2 separate regions of the Sus scrofa genome follow, and region 2 is linked to region 1. The links are chromatin contacts, called in public Hi-C maps. All regions are on one chromosome and are shown on one strand. Each heading gives the region's core, a stretch centred on a gene start, on an enhancer-like site or on the middle of the called end of the contact. The rest is flanking DNA. Distances are from core to core; before and after follow the strand shown.

Region 1 (6,658 bases), core at 2,748-5,247:
GCCAAAACAGCAGAAAATAATAGCACCGTGAAAATACAGAGGTAAAGTAAAATTGTAGACTTTCACTGGATGACAGTCTCTAGTTTCCTACGGTGATGAGTTACTCCTAGAGGGAATCTAATTAAGGAAGAGAGGCATGTGATTCATTTAATTAATATCAAAACACCCTTTTCAGCTCTGGAAGATAGAAAAGTCAAAGCCATATATTTGAATAGGTCCCACATAACTAACCTATCATTTCTGCTTTTAAAATGCTGTCAAAGGCCATACCCTGCCCAAAAGAATGTTGCTACCTTATGAATTCAGTACAGATTTATGTATTTTTGCTTTAAATACAAAGACGCAAGAGTCTGAAAGGATGTAGAAAGCAACCTGGGAAGAGCCCATGCGTAATCAGAGACTGTGTTTCTTAGTATCCAATCCGGGGATCCTCGTGCTATGAATATGGTCTAAAATAGTTCTTTATTCAAAACAGTCAAAAGCAGATTTTAAAACTATCTTTCACCTTTATTGCCACCGACTGAATACTAAGATGCGTCTCTCACTGAAGAATGAACAATGGTGTCAGGCAGAGTCACACACAGCCTGCGGTGTCAGCTGCACGTGGCCGCTTTGCTCCTGCAAAACTTTCTACCCATTCCAACACTATCCCACTCACTCTCACTTCTGCCCAGACTGGTAACATATTAAAAAATAAAACAGCCATAAACTGTCTGCTGGTGCTGAAGGTCAACTCGTGGAAGCTAGAGATAATACAGACTTAACAACTCTGAGCTTAGTTCTTCACTCGAAAAACAGGGACAGCAATGTCCATCCCCACAGGGTACTTATAAAGTTTACATGAGATAAACAGCATAGAACCCGGTGCCCAGCATGCAGGAGGGGCTCAAAGATGGGTCCCATCCCAAACTTTCAACCAACTTATGGTTGGTTCACCATAAAAAGCTCTTAGGCTAAAAGAGCAAAGCTCTTACTCTCAAAATTTTTTGAAAGCTTAAAAATTAATATTCTAGACAACAGGATAGGACAGTGTTCCCTTTAGCAACGACACTCATAAAGAGTTACCTTATGAATAACATGTCATCGGAAGGGTAGCTTATCCATTGTTGATCATATATATATATAAAAAAAATAGAAATATTAATTAATTAAAGTTCCCGCCTACTTACTTTAACATTAAATAAGTGAACAGTATCAAGGTAATTATTTAAGCCAAAGAATTCCTAAAAGGGAGTTTCATAGTAATACAGCCTTCGGATCTCATCACTAAAAATTATAAAATAACGTGAATATAAGTTCTCCTACATAAAATATGCTAGACATAGATATTTAATGAACATAGCAACAGAGACAAATAAAAGCTAACCATGACTTAGGGTTCGTTCTCTTGCTAAAACTGCTTAGCTTATTTTAAACTGCTATTTCTTTGTTTCACCTACCATTCCCGGGCGAGCTTCTTATAAGCCTTTTTAATATCAGCCTGACTGGCTGTTCGGCTGACCCCTAGGACTCTGTATGGGTCAAAATCCAACGCAGACAGAATTTGCAGGATCAGAACCAGAACTATCAAGAACTGCCAGGAAATGCTCAATTTTTTCACTTCCATTTCTCTTCCTTCCCAGAGCTGAAATGATTGAAGAGGCAATAGTTTTAGTGGTGGAAATCTAGACAGTTTTGCTTTTTTTAGGTAAAAGTATAAGATATATAGATGAAAAATAAAACGAAAGGTATCTTGCAGGAGAAGTGCCAAGCTGTTTGACGACATCTTTTTAAATGAACAATCTTGCTATTGTTTTTGAATATCGCAAAAAAGGACTGTTATCAGATGAGATAAGCAGTAAGAATTAATAGCAACTCTCTAAAATCCTTGGATGAGAAAACCTTTAGAAACGACTGAAAATGAATGAGATGAAGAAAATAAGCAATGTGGGAAAACATACATAGGGAAATCCAAACAACTACATCTCAAACACACTACTTCACTTAGTCTGACAATAACAGTTTAAACTTAAAACATGTGGTTAGAGACTACCTCACTGAGCACACCCTAAATAAATTCATGAATCATAAAGATTTACTATGTGCAAACCTACAAAACAAGATAGTAGTGATGTTCTTGGGAGTTAAAAATAAGTACAAGCTATGAAAGTGAAATACTCTAAAAAAAAATCCCCTGGGGTTATGACTTAGTATGCCCCAATTCTATTCTTTCTCACCATACTCATTCAAACAAGAAAAAAAGGAAGTTGTTCTTTAATCACTAGCAATACTGGCATTGTAAGTGGAGGTCTTGGATGAGGAGAAAACCTCACTTCCCACATTAGGGGGCAAAGCCTGTAGACCACGCATGGTCTTCAAATGTTAAAGCTCCATCTCTGGTGAGTGTAGTGACTGAATTCACTGTGGACTTTGGAAATAATCCTGGCTAGTTAATGAACAAGGTGGTGGTGTATTGCTTGGATGATCTTTGTGGTATCTTTTTTTTTTTTTTTTTTTCTTTTTTTAGGGCCGCACCCATGGGATATGGACGTTCCCAGGCTAAGGGTCAACCTAGAGCTGCAACTGCCAGCCTACACCACAGCCGCAGCAATGCCAGATCCCATCTGTGTCTGTGACCTGCAGTGTAGGTCACAGAAACATCGGATCCTTAACCCACTGAGCGAGGCCAGGGATTGAACCTGCATCCTCATGGATACTAGTCTGGTTTGTTACCACTGAGCCATAATGGGAACGCCATGTGATATCCTGATTTCTCAGAAATCACTAGAGTTTTATGGATCATGTATCTAATGTGACACTATCGAAAGAGAGGTAAACTCTAAGAGTGTAAACTCTAAGAGGTAAACTCTAAGAGTGGAGTTAGACAAGTAGGAATTCTAAATGCTGCCTGGAGTCCTCACAAAATTGACTAATCTGATGGTCAATGTTTAGGACTGCAAACATGCTGAATGAAAATCTAAAACATACCATTATTTTCTTTGTAAAGGCAACCTATAACCTATTCTATCCTACAAAACATATATGGCACGCTAAAAATGGAGAAAGTTATGTAGCACATTGACTCTGGAATCAGACTAACTAACATTGGGATCTGTCCTCCATCACTTTACGACCTTGGACAAGCTATTTAAAACTTGTTAACTCCTCCATAAAATGAGGTTGAACAATACCACCCTGAAAGATCTAAATGGGAGTTAAATGTACGTAATGTATTTACTGAGCACAGGGTCAGCAGCCTGTAACTGATACTTATTACCATTAACTTCTACTATGCAGTGCAACCAGTGCCTTATTCAACTGTGTCAGTTGCCTCCAGTTAGAAGGCTCAAGTGCCAGTGGGCTGTGTTCCTTTGCTGACAGCTCGACCATGCCGGCCTCTGGGCAGGAAACAACCTGCCCAACAGGTAGGCTACCGCCCTCGGGCAGTATCACCTGGATCAAGCAGCTGATCCCAGAGGCATGCTTAGGTCTGAGCCCAGCCTCGAGCTCCCACCAAAGGTCGCAAACCTATAGGAGACGGCCGCCTCCCCCGCTGCCTCCGAGAGCCCAGGGCCGGGCCCTACTGGCTCCGGTTCCCCCGCTAGGCCCAGCGGGGACCGGGAACGAAGAGGAACTAATAGGAAATCCCTGAGTCTGCCCGGCCCCGCCGCGTCCGCGGCTCAGCACTTCACGCGGAGAAGGAGTTACCGGAAAAGGGCACCAGCCTAACCGGCTGCAGCGTCCACGCTCCAGTTAGTCCGCCGGGCCGGGAACCTCCGGTCCAAACCAGCGCTTGCCGGGACCTGGGGAGGGAAAGAGGGGCGACGAGTTGGAGGGTAGTCACGTGACGCTTAAAGGCCCGGCGCACCGAGGGCGCGGACTGAACCGGTCCAAGGCGTCTATTTTGCGAGTCTGTTTTGACCCTTGTCACCCGCCGTCTGCGCATGGACCCGGCGCGGTTGCCATAGGAACGAGGCGCGCTCTTCGACTGGATCCAAAGGGATGGTCGCGGACCAAAGAGTCCAAAACGTGCTTCCTAGAGAGGCGAAGTCGCGATGCCTGATGGGATGCTAAAAGACCTCCCCGATGCAGGGAGGAGTTTCCACTTGTACCAGGAGATGGCCCTCGTCTAGCAACAGTTGCTAGGGTGGGGAAGCAATCGCTGGTCCCAGATCTCTTTAACCCTATTCATAGAATCCTACAATGTCAGAGTTGGAAGGGACCTTAGGGATCCTTTCTAGTCCAGCTCTTCCGTATGCTGATGGTGTTGGTGGTGGTGGACTGAGGCCCAGAGACCGGCAAGGACTTGCCCAAGGTTTAGTATCCAGGACTCCTAATCCCATTTACCAAAAAGGGAGCTCCAATCTAGAAGGTGCCAGATCCTGTCCTAAGCACGGAAAACGGATGTGTGTGATGATGCCGGTGGGGGCGGTGGGGGAGAGGCACAAATGAATGTGCTACCGAACTCAAGTTTGCTCTGCTCCAAGCAAATCGGGGCAATAAATTCGGAGACAAGTTGTTGGGGCAAGGAATAATGAGCGAGGCCAGAGATGGAACCTGCATCCTCATGGACACTAGTTTTCAGCCAGAAAGCTAGCAGACGCTGAAGGTGGCGGACAAGTGTCTCAAAAAAAAACCGTCTTGCTTCAGTCCGAACTAAGGCTCCTTCTACGCTGAGAAAGGGCAGGGGGCGGGGCCAACCATCACACTGGCACTTGCTTGGGGGAGAGGACTCACTACAATGCTGACCAATGGCTGAACAGGACCACTAAAGGTCTCTCACTAACCATTGCTCGCTTACAGATGAGGTAAACTTTCATTGAATCAGTGACGTAGGTTCCTGGGGGACATAAGGAAAGAGGTTTCATATTCCCCGCTCTGCTTTTATTGACTCTTTGCCTCCTTTGCATTTATCACTATCCAACATTACTATATCTTTTATTTATATTGTTTATCGCCTGTCTCCTCCTAAGGGGATGTAAGCATCTAAAAGCAGGGCTTTTTGTCTGTTTTGTTCACCCTCTGTATTTTTGGTGCCTGCACAGACCTGGGCACAGAAAGGATCTCAATGAATATTTGTGGAATAAATCATTGAGTGGGGATGAGGTTTAGCTGCTCCAGAGAATACATCCTCAAGAGGATTCCCAGTTGCTGAGGACTTTTGGTCGGGTTCGGGTTTAAATCCTCCCGCCTCTGTCACTTACTACTTCTGTGATCTTCACCTCTTTGAGCCCCAACGTCCAGATCTAGAAAATGAGGGGAAAGGACTATCTCCTTGGTAGATTGGAGTCAGGGAGAAATGAGATACTACTATGTAAAATGGCTAGCACAATGGCTGAGGCTTAGCAAATGCTTAATAAACAGGAGCAATTTGGGAGGTATTTTTGTTTTTTCTGTGAGAAGTTTTTCTTTTTGTGAAATTAAATATAGTTGACATAGGAGCAAATTTTTTTTTTTTTTTAGATCTGCACCCACAGCATATGGAAGTTCCTGGGCTAGGGGTTGATTCAGAGCTGCAGCTGTAGGCCTACACCACAGCCACAGCCACGTCAGATTCTTAACTCGCTGAGCGAGGCCAGAGATGGAACCTGCATCCTCATGGATACTAGTTAGTTTCTTAACCCGCTGAGCTACAAGAACTCCAGAGCAGTTTTTGAAATGAGGAAATGAACTAGATGTTCAGAGGACTAGATTCCTACCAGTTTTTCTCTTTGTGGGAGGTGCTCGCGTGGGAGAGAAGGAAGAGGGAAATGGAAGACCTTGTAAGGTGGACTTGGTTGGATGAGTCAAGGTCGGAAGAGGCACGGGGGCGGGGACTTACGGTTTCTTTGGGGCAGGGGAGGGGGCTAGAGGGGAGCTGTGCCTGGGAGAGTGTTGAACGGGGCGGGACAGACCATGACTCCAGGCCAATCCTGTGACCCCCTCCGAGTCTCTGTGAAAGCGAAGTGGTAGTGAATTCTGGTCTGAAGTGGACCTTGACGCGGGGATGAGGACTGGGGGCGGAGCGGTGACCTAGAGGTGGTTTCGGGGTTAGTGGCTTCCGCGGCGGTGCCTGGGGGCGAGATTCCCGGGCGTGCGGCGTTTGGGGGGCGGGGCGCAATCTGGTGGCCGCCCCAAAGGCGGGTCCTGGGGAGAGGGCGGGGCGCGGCGGCCGAAGCCCGGAAGCGGACGGAGACGGCCTGGGTACCCACCACCAAGGTCTGCCCACCATGGACGAGGCTGACCGGCAGGTCCTGCGGCATTGTCGGGTGAGGCTGGTCCGCGAGCTGCAGGTGGCCTCGCTCTGGGATGCTCTGCTGAACCGTGAGCTTTTCACCCCTGACATGATCGAGGACATCCAGGTGCGCCCCCCCAACCCTACTCCCATCCAGTGTCCCAAGCTTCGGCGCCGCACTGACTTCAGGTCACAGATAGGGACAGCGAGGCTGCGCGGAGAGGGTTGCTGAAGCCACATTGTGACTTAATGGCCGATCTCTCGCCCTTCCCCCACCCGCACCCCGCTGTTTGTGCCACCCTGTATTTGCTCCCTTTGGGGAACCATTGTGAGGGAACCCCATTTTCCTCCAGGGTGTCGAGCCCACTCATTGCACATAGGGACCAAACAACCCCAAAGACCTTTTCGAGGGTTTTGCTGAAGCGGTTCCACGCCTGCACCATCAGAGTACACTGTTAGCTGCTG
Region 2 (6,658 bases), core at 2,506-5,005, 950 kb before region 1:
CAAGCACGAGGACCCCAGACCAGAACAAGAAGGTTGATGGGGAGTTCCCGTCGTAGCGCAGTGGTTAACGAATCTGACTAGGAACCATGAGGTTGTGGGTTCAATCCCTACCCTTGCTCAGTGGGTTAATGATCCAGCGTTGCCGTGAGCTGTGGTGTAGGTCGCAGACGAGGCTCGGATCCCGTGTTGCTGTGGCTCTGGTGCAGGCTGGCAGCTACAGCTCCGATTAGACCCCTAGCCTGGGAACCTCCATATGCTGCGGGAGCGGCCCAAGAAATGGCAAAAAAAAAAGAAGGTTGATGACGCTGACTGCCCATCACCTCACCACTCACCAATCAGGAAAATGTCCAAGAGCTGGACATGCCCTGCTCCTCAAACACTGGAAGACTTCTCACTATCCCCTCTAAGTGGGGGCCACAGTCCTTGAGGGGCTAGCCTGCTGTGTTCCCCTCTTTGCCTGGCAATTAAAGCTAATTTTTCTGTTTCCTCCAACTCTGTCTCTCCGTTTCTAATTGGCTTCAGTGTGCAGCAGCAGGCGACATTTCGGCAATACAAGTGACCTGAGCCCTGTCACCAGTTACCCCCAAGGCAGCCAGATGAATCACAAAATCTTTTTTGTTGTTGTTCTTTTTACAGCCACACCTGCAGCATATGGAAGGTCCCAGGTTAGGGGTTGAATTGGAGCTGCAGCTGCTGGCCTACACCACAGCCACAGCAAAATGAGAGTCAAGCTGCATCTGCAACATACGCCTCAATAATGGATCCTTAACCTACTGAGCAAGACTGGGGATCAAACTCCCATCCTCACAGAGACAACATTCGTTCTTAACCTGATGAGCCACCACAGGAACTCCACAAAATCTTTTTTTTTTTTTTCTTTTTGGCCACACCCACTGCATTTGAAGTTCCTGGGCCAAGGATTAAACCTGGGCCACAGCAGTGACAATGCCAGATCCTCCACCCACTAGGCCACCTGGAAACTCCTCACAGAATCTTAAATCAGCTGATTTTAATACCCTGATTTTACAGACAAGGGAACTAAAGACCAGAGATGGGGAGGGACTAGTCCAAGGTCACACAGCCTCAAGGGGAAGATTCAAGGTTAGGCCCAGAGGTCCTGGTTGTTTCCTGTGGCCTCACTATATACCTCCTCTGAGGCCACATGGCAGCTCTGGTCCAGGACTCCAGAAACTTAGCCCCATCCACCAATTCAGCTGGCCATCTTAATTTCTCCAGGAGCATCTAAATTATATGGGTGTGTTGGAGTTCCCGTCGTGGCGCAGTGGTTAACAAATCCGACTAGGAACCATGAGGTTGCGGGTTCGGTCCCTGCCCTTGCTCAGTGGGTAAACGATCCAGCGTTGCCGTGAGCTGTGGTGTAGGTTGCAGACGCGGCTCGGATCCAGCGTTGCTATGGCTCTGGCGTAGGCTGGCGGCCACAGCTCCAATTAGACCCCTAGCCTGGGAACCTCCATATGCTGCAGGAGCGGCCCAAGAAATAGCAAAAAGACAAAAAAAAAAAAAAAAAAAATTATATGGGTGTGGAAGCCAAAGACTATACAAAGGTGCTTTTCACAGGGTAGGGGAGGAGTTCTGTCATGGCAGAGTGGAAATGAATCTGACTGGAACCATGAGGTCGTGGATTCAATCCTGGCCTTGCTCAGTGGATTAAGGATCTGGCATTACTGTGAGCTGTGGTGTAGGTCACAGACGTGGCTCAGATCTGGCATTGCTGTGGCTGTGGTGTAGGCCGGCAGCTGTAGCTCCGATTTGACCCCTAGCCTGGGAACCTTCATATGCCGCAAGTGCAACCCAAAAAAGGCAAAAAAAAAAAAAAAAAGCAAGGGTAGGGGATTAAGAAGTACAAACTACTCCGTAAAATAAATAAACTGCAAAGATATAGAGTACAACACAGGAAATATACCCAATATTTTATAATAACTATAAATGGAACATAATCTTTAACACCTGAAACATAATATTGTACATCAACTACAACCTCAATTCTTTTATTTATTTATTTTTTGATCTTTCTGCCTTTTCTAGGGCTGCTCCCGCAGCATAGGGAAGTACCCAGGCTAGGGGTCTAATTGGAGCTGTAGCCAGCCTACGCCAGAGCCACAGCAACACAGGATCCCAGCCACGTCTGTGACCTACACCACAGCTCACGGCAACACCAGATCCCAGGCCCACCGAGCAAGGCCAGGGATGGAACCTGCAACCTCATGGCTCCTAGTCGGATTCGTTAACCACTGCACCACGACGGGAACTCCTAACCTCAATTCTTTTAAAAGGTGACTTTTATATGTCGAAAACAAGTGGGCAGGAATTCCCTCCGTGGCTCATGGGGATTGGCAGCATCTCTGGAGTCCTGGGACACAGGTTCAATCCCCAGCCCGGCACAGTGGGTTAAGGATCCAGCACTGCTGCAGCGTAGGTCACGTCTGTGGCTCAAATCTGATCCTTGGCCAGGGATGCTATGGGGAGGCCTAAAAAACAAAAACAAAAACAAAACAAAAGCAAGTGGGCCAAGAAGGGAAAACATCATCCTGGGAGATACAGGGAACTGCAAAGTTAGCTAACTACATAAACTGCCAGAGCTGACTGAAGAGACTGAGACAGGAAGGACAAAAGCCACACCTGCCCAGGTAATTGAGTTCCCAGAGTGAGGTGGGCTCTGAGATAACCCATGCAGAGGTCTGGATAAAGCAGCTGATATGACTGAAATAGAAAGTTAAGGAGCTTCTGTCATGGCTCAGTAGTTAACAAATCCAATAAGGAACCATGAGGTTGTGGGTTCGATCCCTGGCCTTGCTCAGTAGGTTGAAGATCCCGCGTTGCCGTGAGCTGTGGTGTAGGTTGCAGATGCGGCTCAGACCCCTAGCTTGGGAACCTCCACATGCCGCGGGTGCGGCCCTAAAACAGGCAAAGTCAAAAAAGAAAAAAAAGAAAGAAGAAAAGTTAAAATACGCACACCTCTTTCATAAAAAGACTGCTTTGAGTATTAAGATGAATCATAATGCTTGGCACATAGTAGGTGTTCAAGAAATGGTTTCTAACGCTAACTGACTGATTGAGCCATCCTGGGTTCCCTTCTCGCTCCTCTTTTACAGAACAGAACTTACCGTATTACAATTGTCTGGTAAGTTTGGTGAGGGCGGCACCGGTGCCCGGCTTGCTCACGCACTGTAGTACCCAGCACCTGGCACATAGTGGTGCTCCATACGTATTTTTGAATGAATGACACCTTTGCCCTTGATCGTTGAAGTCCCCTCGGACTCCAACATTCCTGATTTGCCCCGGACTGAGGGGTTTCTTGGGAGGCAGCAGTGCTGAAACCCGGTCAGTCTCGGGCAAACCGCAGTTGAGTGACATGATAGATAAATTTTCAGGAAGAAAGGGGTTAAAAATCGGGAGAGGACGAAGATCGAATGGCTCCGCCCACTTAGGCTGTAGCCCCACCCCTTACCACGGCCCTCCCTCCCTGGCTCCGCCCCTTCCTCTGGGAAGGTCACCTTCGAACGCGGGAGACTAAGTGGGCATGCGTCCGGCCCACGGCAACTACGCCCGTTCTTGCAGGCTTTCTCCGCCTTCCCTCCACCCACTCGGGAAACCGGAAGCCACCTCCCACTCGGTGGTTCTGAGCAGCTAGCGGGTCCTCGGTGGACGCTGGCTCGGCGCCGCGGTGCTCGGTGGGACAGCGGCGGAGAGTGCCCTCGGGGTGAAGGGGTGGGGCTCGACGTCAGAAACCAAAATGGCGGCGGTGGTCGCGGTCTCCTTGAAACGCTGGTTCCCGGCCACAACCCTTGGCGGAGCCTGCCTGCAGGTGAGCACCCGCCCCGGGCGGAGGGGGCGAGCCAGGCATGAAGGTCACGGAGACGGCTTGCAGTGGGGAGGGCAGCGGAAGGGCTGAGGGAGCACAGGGCCAGGCCTCGAGGAGGACAACCCGCTCCCACCCGCGCAGTGCTCTAACTCTGGTCGGGAGCGTTCCTGCCGGTTATCTTTCTGCACCTTTCTGCAGCCCGTGAATTGGTCAGGGCGGAGAGGGTTTTTTAGACACAAGAAAGAGAAGTTCGGAGAGGGAACTGGAATTGCCCAAGGTCACATGGCGAGCGAGTGTCTGTTGGGAAGCATAATTCGAATCCGACCATTTGGCCTCCGAGCCCTTTTTCTGACTCCTTTGGGAAAGACAGACCTGCCGGAGCGCTAAGGATAAAACTGGGAGGCGAGGTCACTCCTCCAGGGTGCTCAGTAAAGAGGGAAAGGGCGGGTGAATTGTTGGGGCCAAGGGAACAGAAAAATGGAAGGTAATCCGCTTGATGCCCTGAGGATATGAGTCTTCGTAAAGCAGAGTCATCCGCTCTGAATCTCTACCTGTAAAGGGCGTACCGACCTTATCGAGCTTGGCACTGCTCTTATTTACGTTCTTCAGGGTGCATCCCTTGAGTTGTCAGGAAGCTACACACTTGTGATCTGCATTCAAAATGGGAGGAAGGGAAATTGCCATCGCAATTTGTGTATGTAAATCCCTTTCAAATCTTTTTCGTCCTTTGGGCTCCTGAAAAAACCCTGTAAGATGGACAAGCAGGAATTCTTACCTCCATTTTAGAGTTTGGAAAACTGAGGCCTCAGAAAGTGGTGTTTTGGGTTTTTTTGTGTTTGTTTTTTTACTTGTTCAAAATATCACAGCCAAGAATGGGTTGATCCAGGACCAGACCCCAGTGTTTTGATCTTTGTATGTGAAAAACTCCTAGCATAGATCTGCCCACAATAGAGGTACAAGAATTATGAATTCCCCTCCTCTTCCTGCACCTCCATGAGAACATATTCGCTGGCATATGGCCAGTCTTCTAACACCAGCTCTTTGCAATATGCTCTATGTGAACTCAGACAGGTCATCTCGCAGCCTTCTGAGAAGTAGGGCTGGGGATGAAAACTGCCTACCAGCATCTTAAGCTGAGCGTTAAATTGGTGATTGATAATGACCTTGTTTACAGCTCTTTTATACTTGCTGAGCAAGCAGTTAGGTTGTGAGAGTCCCACCAATGAGAGTGCATTCTGAAGCTCAGGTCCCTCCTCCAAGAATGAATTACAGAGAAAGTTGGTTTCATAGGTCAGTGTTGTAATTCCAGGTGAAGCCACTGTAGGGCCTCCTGAGGGCAAAGAAAATAAATTACACTCACACCCCCGTGTAGGAAAATATATTCACATCCATAAATAGTGACATCATCATAATCCACCTGAATAGAATCCGTAATGAGCTTGGTGTACTACTTTCGGGTATACTCTGGTTCCTAAGAGTCTAGGACACAGTGGGAGATCTCTTCTGAATTCCTCATGCTTTTGTTTGTACCACTGAACCACAGTTCTGCCTGTGAGTATTGAACTGTAGTGTATTAACTGTTGTTTATGTTGCCTCATTTCTTCCTCTAGACTGTGTACTCCCCAAGGGCAAATACCACAGACTTTCAGTTGTGTGTCTCATTGCCTCTAGAGCTGACGGGGCTTGCTATACCCATCTGCCAATTAGAATAATGCAAGAACAGGAGTTCCCGTCGTGGCGCAGTGGGAACAAATCCCGACTAGGAACCATGAGGTTGCAGGTTCAATCTCTGGCCTCGCTCAGTGGGTTAAGGATCTGGCATTGCTGTGAGCTGTGATGTAGATCGCAAACGCAGCTTGGATCCTGCATGGCTATGGCTGTGGCCCAACTGTAGCTCCTCCTAGCCTGGAAACCTCCATATGTCCCAGGTGCAGCCCTAAAAAGAAAAAAAAAAAAAAAAAGAATAATGCAAGAATGGATATGGTTGCCAATGTGGAAGAGCAGAAATTATTTTCTGAGCAATGCCAGAAACTTGGCCCTCCTGTTAATCCTATGAGGTAGATTTTAATACCCACTACTTTCTTACAAAAGGAAACAAAGTCAGAAAAAGTTAAGTAATTTGCCAAAGAACGTCCAGCTACTAAGTTTTAAATCTTGGCTTTGGACCACCACCATTCACACCTTTCGGAAACTGTCTCTCTCTGGTGAGACCTCCCTGCCTTTTTCCTCTCCATTTCCACATCTTTCCCGCCTATCTCTGAATCTGTATCTGCACCGTCGAATTCAAGCTCCCAGCCTGCTCCCAAGGAAGCTCTCCTTAAATAACACGCTGCCTTCAGTGTAATCCAGAATTCACCCTTCTCATCCTCAGTCTGGTTTCAGTCCAGTTGTTGATATCTCGCTTCTTGCCTTCAATTATAAACTGTGCATTTCAGGAGTTCCCATTGTGGCTCAGGGGAAACGAATCTGACTAGGAACCATGAGATCGTGCATTCAATCTCTGGCCTCGCTCAGTTAGCCACGAGCTGTGGTGTAGATTGCAGATGCGGCTCGGATCCTGCGTTGCTGTGGCTGTAGCATAGGCTGACAGCTGTAACTCCGATTTGACCCCTAGCCTGGGAACCTCCATATGCTGAGGGTGCGGCCTTAAAAAGCAAAAGTGAAAAATAAACTATGCCTTTCAGCTTATCCACGATTTCTTACAAAGGTACACTCAGCCTTGAACTCTCATTTGTTTGTAGATTGAGGTAGAAATGCTTTTGACAAACCCTCTTCTTTGGGTTTGTCGTATAAATTGCCCAGCTAGGCTACAACGAAGAAAAAACTCAAAATTTT

What was found. Hi-C and Micro-C count contacts between places; a contact is called where the count stands out from the background.
Region 2: a Hi-C map of liver shows a contact between it and region 1, with 5 times the contacts expected there. The contact joins the promoter of SDHB here to the promoter of DNAJC16 in region 1. A contact is called at or near these places in 1 of 5 promoter capture datasets (liver) and 3 of 47 Hi-C or Micro-C datasets (heart right ventricle and liver).

Annotation. Positions count from the first base shown.
Region 1 is chr6:74,729,469-74,736,126 of Sscrofa11.1, reverse strand. It overlaps DNAJC16 (dnaJ homolog subfamily C member 16), which reads right to left and starts at 3,997. Exons shown (of 15, transcript XM_021095383.1): 1 at 3,688-3,997; 2 at 1,440-1,624. The coding sequence starts at 1,606. CASP9 (caspase-9) reads left to right here and starts at 6,094. Exons shown (of 8, transcript XM_013998997.2): 1 at 6,094-6,320. The coding sequence starts at 6,189.
Region 2 is chr6:75,675,208-75,681,865 of Sscrofa11.1, reverse strand. SDHB (succinate dehydrogenase complex iron sulfur subunit B) reads left to right here and starts at 3,755. Exons shown (of 8, transcript NM_001104953.1): 1 at 3,755-3,826. The coding sequence starts at 3,755.